2 separate regions of the Rattus norvegicus genome follow, and region 1 is linked to region 2. Evidence: chromatin contacts called from public Hi-C data. All regions are on one chromosome and are shown on one strand. Each heading gives the region's core, a stretch centred on a gene start, on an enhancer-like site or on the middle of the called end of the contact. The rest is flanking DNA. Distances are from core to core; before and after follow the strand shown.

Region 1 (3,548 bases), core at 226-2,725, 87 kb after region 2:
TTTTGGCTCATGGTTTGAGGGTACAGTCTGTTTTGATGGGGAGGGTGTGTAGGAACTCAAAGGCTGCCTGCTCTCATCTCAGTGGACCGGGAGACAGAGGAGAAAAACCCTAGCACTTGCCTGGCCTTCTCCTTTTTCTCTTTTTATTTAGTCCAGGGCCCAAAACTGTGGGATGGTGCTACTCACATTAAGGACAGGTCTTTTTCCTTCTGTGAATCCCGTCTGGATACTCTCATAGGCGTCTTACAGCGTTACTAATGTCCTTAATCCAATCAAGTTGTCAGTGAAGGTCCGTTAGAATCTCCAAACCTTGACAACACTATCTTATTTAACTATCATAGCTCTGTGAGTTAGATATTAGCCTCCTCCAGTCACAGACAAGAAAGCCGAGAGCTACAAGGGGCAGGCAAAGCAAACCAACCTCTCTTTTGTTGTGTCTTTGCCTAAACTCTGCCTGAAACAGCTATTGGAAGACTCCAGGCTTCGTACAGGAGTGTGCCAGGGTGAACCAGACCCGTGTTGGGTCAGTGGCTGATTGCACCTAAGGAGGGAAGGTCAATAATTGTCTTTCTGAAGTGATGTAGGTTTTTATCCCTGACCTTAGTTTCCCCACATTCTGTGTATAAGCTTCCACTGCAGTAGTGAGTGGGAACAAAAGGGGGGGGTGGTATAAAGAGAGAAGAGAGAAAGGAAGGAAGGAAGGAAGGAAGGAAGGAAGGAAGGAAGGAAGGAAGGAAGGAAGGAAAGAGGCAGGCTCAAGTACATCGATAACGGGTTATGTACCTAAGGCAGCCATTAGAAAGGAGACCCAGGTAATGGTGGTGGTGCACGCCTCTTAACTCAGCACTCAGGAGGCAGAGGCAGGCGGATTTTTGTGAGTTTGAGGCTAGCTCGCTCTACAGAGTGAGTTCTAGGACAGCCATAGCTACACAGAGAACCCTGACTCAAAAACAAACAAGTAAGTACAATAAACAATAAATAAATGAGTAAACAAACAAATAACTAGGAGAATGGGATTTGAACTGAGGATGCTTGGTCCTCTCCGGAGCCTTTCCATCTCTCTTTGCACACATGCACTCAGTGATGACCTCAGGACTGTCTCCCCATGGTGGATAAGAAGACATGCTTGTAAAAGCTGCATTTACCAGTCTGCTGTTTAACTCTTCGAAAGAATGGCATTAAAGCTCACATTCAAATAACCTCCCGGAAAAGGGCCCAGTCCGGTGGAGATTTCTGCTATTCCGTGTTCCAATCAGCTGCTGAGATTGGGCTGCAGCTGGACTCTTCTCCCACATGCATGAGTGTGTTACCAGGAATGGAGACCTGGACGGGCTTGCCAGGGCCCGGGCACCCTGCCGAGTCACACCCAAGTGGTGAGCGCTTGCCAGCTTCGGGGGCTAAGCTATTGCCCTGAGAGTCTGGGCAGGGCAGGCAGCTCTGTGCTGATTCTTTTGTCTCCTGGGCAACAGCCTGGAGCAGGCTGTGGTCACCCGTGGGAACGTTCCTCCTGAGTCAGCAGTGCCTGGAGTGTCTCAGGGTGTGGCTGTCTGTTCTTTGGGGCCTCTTTATCTTGCAGGATGTCACTGCGCCATCATGGGTTCGGGGCTAGAGCTACAGGGCAAGGGCTGTTTGGAAACCCCTGTTAACTGGGTTGTTGAGGCATGCGTAAATCACTTGGGGAGGGGGGCGGGGCTATAACTGTAAGTGCGCTAGCGTAGAGCATCAGACAGCAACTGGAGGCTTCAGTTCTAATCGACCCCTCTTCTGGTTAGTTATATTAATTGGGGGATAATTCGCATTCTCATCTCCGAGCCTCAGTTTCCCCATCTAGACAATGCCAGGTCCGTTTTTGTCACTGGATTGTCTCGATTCAAATGAGATACTTGAGTACAGGCCCTTCGAGGCAGTGTTTGATGTCTCAATGAGGCGAGGAGCCTTTTTTTTTTTTTTTAATTCACTCTGTAGACCAGGCTGGCCCAGAACCCAGAGATCCGCCTGCTTCTGCCTCCTGAGCGCTGGGATTAAAGGCGTGCTCCAGCACTGCCGAGCAGTTTCGGGAGCCAATTTCTTATGTAGCTACAACTTCCTAATTCCTCCAGACTGCTCGTCTTTTTGAGGAATCTGGCCCATGGCTGCATTCTGAGGTGCCGGTGGAATTCCCGAGAAGTAGGGGAATGGTAGGATGGGCTGTGGAGGCCCCAGGATGAGCCCATCATATTGTATGTAGTTGCGGAACTTGATTCTATCGCCGACTTCCGTGGTCGGGATTTCAGTCTGTTAACCAGGAAGTAATATTTCCTCCTTGGTGCCTCTTAGCGGAACCTGTGAAGCCTCTTGCTTTGGGGATGAGGAGTGTCCATGGGACACAGATTCCCTGTGCAGAGCGAAGAGCTGTCCAAACCGAGAACCAGAGATGATAGAAAGGCTCTGAGGAAGTTACATGTCATCCCAGTCAGAACCAGACTAAGGGGGTTGAGGTGGGGGGAGAACAAAGGGAGATTCTGGAGAGAGATGACAGCTGTTGGGGCTTGGTCACCCTCCCTGTCCACTGTGTGTTTGCATTAGGAGCGACGTAATGTTTTCAGGTGGCTTTGGGGACAAGGAGATGGGTGGTATCAGGCGTTCCTTCCCATACGTCCAAGGGTGTTGCCATCAGCCTGTGCACATGAGGACCCAGATTTAGCCGCAATGTGACCATGTGGTGTCAGTTTGAATGACGCTGGTTCCGGTTACTTCTAACTTCATTCTGATCATAGATACCTCCAGGATCTCAGCCAGGAGAGCAAGCAACTGGAACCCAGATGATAGAAGGTCATGGGGACAGGGATGTTTGGTTTGGAACATCAGACTCCTCTCCATGTACCCGAGGAGCCATTAATTCTGTTAGGTCTCTCTCCCTGTTGTCGTTTCTTTTACTCTCCAGGGAAAATATTTGGCTGAATGTAGGAAAGTTGTATCAAGATGTCTGAAGTGATGGGGCAGGGGCCGTCTATCCATATGACGGGACCATGTGGAGCCGATTCTGAGATACATGGGGTGAGCCTAGATCTCCAAGTCCCAGAGGACTTAATTTCACAGTTAGCATGTACTTCCACCAATATTGTCTTGACAGGTTTCCAGGGGTTCCTCAGTACGGGACAGAAGCATTTTCCAGGACAGCCTTGCTGGCTCCAGCTCCACGGGAGAATGCCTGTGGGGCGCCTCCAGTCCCCTTCCCTCTGGATTTGCTGGAGGGGGAGGATCATTCTGGTTTCTGATGAGCTTCCCCACCCCCTCCCATTTCTATTTTTTTTTTTTTTAACTTGTTGCTCTTGGCACAAGAGTCTTTGGTTTGCTTGTAACAATCACCTTCTGCCTTGAGAAGCATGCAGAATGCTTTGGTGTATTCTTTATAAATCTTGGGCCCTGTCTTTTTGTGGGGGGAGGGGCTGGAAACTCACCGGAGGACTAGTACAACCCAGGTTCACTGACTCAGCCTTGCATGTGGAGGACGCACTGCCTCACTGCCTCCTGATTTTATACTAAACCCCAGAGCACATAGTGCACTT
Region 2 (3,629 bases), core at 606-3,105:
TTAAAGGCAAGAGAATTGGGAAGTGAGCTGCACTAGACCCACGATGGCATACTACTCAGGGATGAAAAGGAATGACTTACTGAGAGACGCAGCAATGTGGCCACATCTTTAAACTGTCAGGCTGTGTGGGATGAGGCAAACTGGAACTGAGTAGACTGTGTGGTAGCAGTCATGTGCCATTGCAGATTGGTGGAAACTGACCAGTTGTGATGGCAATGAGACCAAGACTCCTGAGGCAGGACCCCCAACTTGAATAGAATTATCACACTAGAATAGAATTAATTCCTCAGGAGACTTTCCACTTGCTTGATTGAGAGCACCAACTGGGGATCACAGGACTTCAGAATAACCTTCCTCTTCCTCTGCTTCTCTCAGTGCCCTCTGTAGTCCCCAGGGCCCTGCTGTGTCCACTCTGTAGCTGTGGATGATGCTGACTGAATGACCTTGCGTGTACCCTGTTGACTCTGGCTCTCCAGAGGGGACATATTGGCCGGTCCTTTGATCACACTAGCATAACTGAGCACTTATTGACTTAGTCAGAGGCTAGGCGTGGTTTATTTCCCCAACCAAAAGAAGAGCTCAAAAAGTCCTACTAGGTTCTACAAAATCTGAGCCCTGGAAGACACACTTCCTGTGATGCTTAGAGATGGTGATTGGCAGGTCTGTGGGGGAGGGGCTCACAAGTACCTGCTGTAGGGAGGCGAGAGGAAAAGGTTGTGTGTGTGTGTGTGGGGGGGGGGGGACGACAATCTGAACTACATCTAGACACCGAAGTGAAGTTTACCGGTCCTAACTTCTGGAACTTCACTTAAGTCTCTCTAATAAACCAGGTGCTGGGTGTGGCGGCATGCTCCTGTAAGATCCAAGGCTAGCCTGGGCTACATTACTCAAAAGAAAAAAAACGCGAAGTTTGAAACTTGGTCTGTGGGACCTTAAAGTTTGAAGAAAGCTGCAGGCTTGTGTGGTCTCAGAATACGTGGGTGCAGAGATCGGGGTGGGAATGGTTGCAGCAACAGCTGCAGAAGTCAAGCAGAGGTCACACACGCCCAAGGGAAGCCACGTTTGGAGTGCTCGGCCTTCCCATGGGGACAACACCCACCACAGTCACAGTCCCCCTCCTTTTTTGGTGTGTGGTTATGTGGGTGTGCATTTGTCCGCAGAGGCTTCCAGCTGTTTCCTTCTATCTGTACAACTACTGCCAGAATGAACTGCGATCCAAACTTCTGATCCAGTCGATGAACACACACCGGAGCGGGTCCTGGTCACAGCGGTCAGGCTCAGAAGGGAGAGTCTTGATGAAGGGACAGTGATAGTTAGCCTTCTCCTTACCCCTCCAGTCTCTCTGGCAGTGTCTGAATCTAAAAGCCAGGAGTGGCACCTTCTCGAAGGAGCAACTTCTCGGGTTTTCTGCTTTGTAACTAGGAGCATCACCAGAAGCTCGAAGGCACAGTGAATTCAGACCAATTTGGATTAAAGATACCGCCTCCAACCCCCGTCCCACCCCACCCCCTCGTCTGAAAAAGCAAAGAACGCACCCGGGACTTGGTTTCCCCAGTAGTGATGCATTCATCTCCCCCAACTCCCTCCTCAGTGGGCCTGCATCCGAGCCTCTGCTGCGGCACGCCTAGCTCGCCAAGGGTTAACCGGCGTCCCCTCCCCCTCCGCCCCCGCCCGGCTGGGCAAGGCGGGAAGGCGGCGCGCCGGGTGCCAAAGTCGGAACCTGCTCTCGGCAGCTCCCCGCGCTGCCTTGACTCACCGCCAGGCCTGGCGCGGCCGCCGGCTGTGGAATGTGTGAGCGCCATGTGTCACCGCCCCAGACTGTGGGAAAACGCTGCTCCGCTCACCTCCCAGCAGCTGGCCCGCGCCCGCCCGCTCGGGAGCCGGGAAACAGGAGCCGCCCGCCCGGGAGGCCGCCCGGGGCCACTTCCGAGCGCGCGCCGCCTCTCCTCCCACACGCCCGGTCCCTGCCTGCGACCCGGGGCTGCGGCGCCACCCGCAGCGAGCGGCCCAGCACGACCTTCTCCTGCCCCCGCTGGCCCTCTGCATCCTCCTGCTCCACCAGGCCGGCCTTGGACACAGAGAGTCCCTGTTATGAGAGCTCCTGGGCGGTGACCTCTTTCCGGGAAGGGCCAGAGAACGGAGGGCTAGGCAGGGGACCGGCCTCACTGGAATTGTGTGACAGCTCCAGTCTGGACCCTGCCAGCCCTGAGCAAGAGGTTCCACTCTGCCTGACCCTTCCCTCCGGGAGCTAGGCAAGAGCCCTCCACCTCAATGTGGGGTCAGCCTCCCCTCTAGCCATCGGGTGAGAGTCACATGAATCCAGAAGTCTGCCAGGGCCAAGGTCTCCAATGCCTAGCCATGCAGGGAGATGTAGGCAAAGTCACATTCTGGGTGGCAGCCATCCAAGAATGGAGACAGCTCAGTGTGCCTTTGTTCCAAGCCAAGTTCTCCACTCCTAGGCCAAGTGTCTCCTCAGCCAAGGATTCTTGTGGTGTCCTGTCTTCCAGGGCAGTTGGGACGCCAACAGATGGGGCTGGGGGCAAACCTCAAGAATCCAGGGATCCAGTGGCTTCACCTAGCATCAGCCTCCTGCTGCTTTTTTGAGGGGTCGAGGTGTGTGGGGGATCACCCTAGGAGACTAGGGGCCTGGTGGGTGGGTTCTCTGCTGTACCCAGCTCTCCTCCACTTGATCTATTTCTGTTTCTTCACCCTGCTTGTCTTTGACAGTGGGTGCTGACCCACTCACCTCTGTGGGTCTTCCCAGGTTGACCTCATCTAGTTCAACAGCTGCTTCTCCTGAAGTCCCCCATTGCACTTGATTTCTGTCCCTGACTATGGCATCAGTCACAGCCTGCCTAACTAGTCTCTTTCTCTCTCCTGCTTCTCATTCAAAGAAGTGCTACTCTTCTATGTAAACTCCCTGACCCTCCCCATCAACAACACAGAATTCTGCGTGTGACAGCCATTCTGCCGGTTGAGCGCACCCCCTCATGAACGCTTGTCAACACTATTTATCACAGGTTCAGAACCTTGTTGCCCAGACGTGTGACCTCGGTCAGGCTAATCTTTCGGTCTCAAATCTCCCATCTGTAGAACATAAATCTGAGTAGGGTGTGGTTCCACATTCCTATGACCCCTGCACGGAGGAAGCCGAGGCAGGAGAATCACAAGTTCGAGGCCAGCCTCTGTTTTCTATTAGTATCTAGTGAGGAAGAGAGGGAGGAGGAAGAAGAAAAAAGGGGGGAAAGGCATTTGTCGATCTTTGGGGTGCCGTATTAGTCCTTGTGTGCTCTGAATAAGGAAACTCTAGTTAGCAACGCATCATAGTGGTGGTTCTCGAAGAGTGTATCATCTAGTGACACCTTACCCATCTTACTTTGTCTAAGTGCACGCTGTGCAGTTCCCATAAGGATAACATCAGTTGAGAGATCCCTGTCATTAATCCATACACAACTGCTAAAATACCAGAGACTGGCGGCAGACATGGTCTGACACCTAGTTCTGGATGCTAAAGTCAAAGACTATGGCATGGGTGACTTAATCCGACTGAAGTCCCTCTTACTTGGCTTGTAGGCAGTTTGTAGATAGTCTCTGCTTTCTGTGGATTCTTCTTTTCCCATTCTTTACCC

What was found. A called contact is a pair of places that touch in the nucleus more often than the background predicts.
Region 1: a contact with region 2 is called in a Hi-C map of mammary epithelial cells, with 2.6 times the contacts expected there. The contact joins two enhancer-like sites. A contact is called at or near these places in 2 of 12 Hi-C or Micro-C datasets (Schwann cells and mammary epithelial cells).

What each region holds. Positions count from the first base shown.
Region 1 is chr11:84,353,381-84,356,928 of GRCr8, forward strand. No RefSeq gene overlaps it. Among named protein-coding and RNA genes, the nearest start is that of Hes1, 140 kb to the left of the region's middle. Within about 2 kb of position 1,476, at least 23 of the 93 cell types and tissues checked have an H3K27ac peak or open chromatin away from gene starts, as enhancers often do. A contact at or near this core is called in Schwann cells, where this site is marked.
Region 2 is chr11:84,265,661-84,269,289 of GRCr8, forward strand. No RefSeq gene overlaps it. Among named protein-coding and RNA genes, the nearest start is that of Hes1, 54 kb to the left of the region's middle. Within about 2 kb of position 1,856, at least 71 of the 93 cell types and tissues checked have an H3K27ac peak or open chromatin away from gene starts, as enhancers often do. A contact at or near this core is called in Schwann cells, where this site is marked.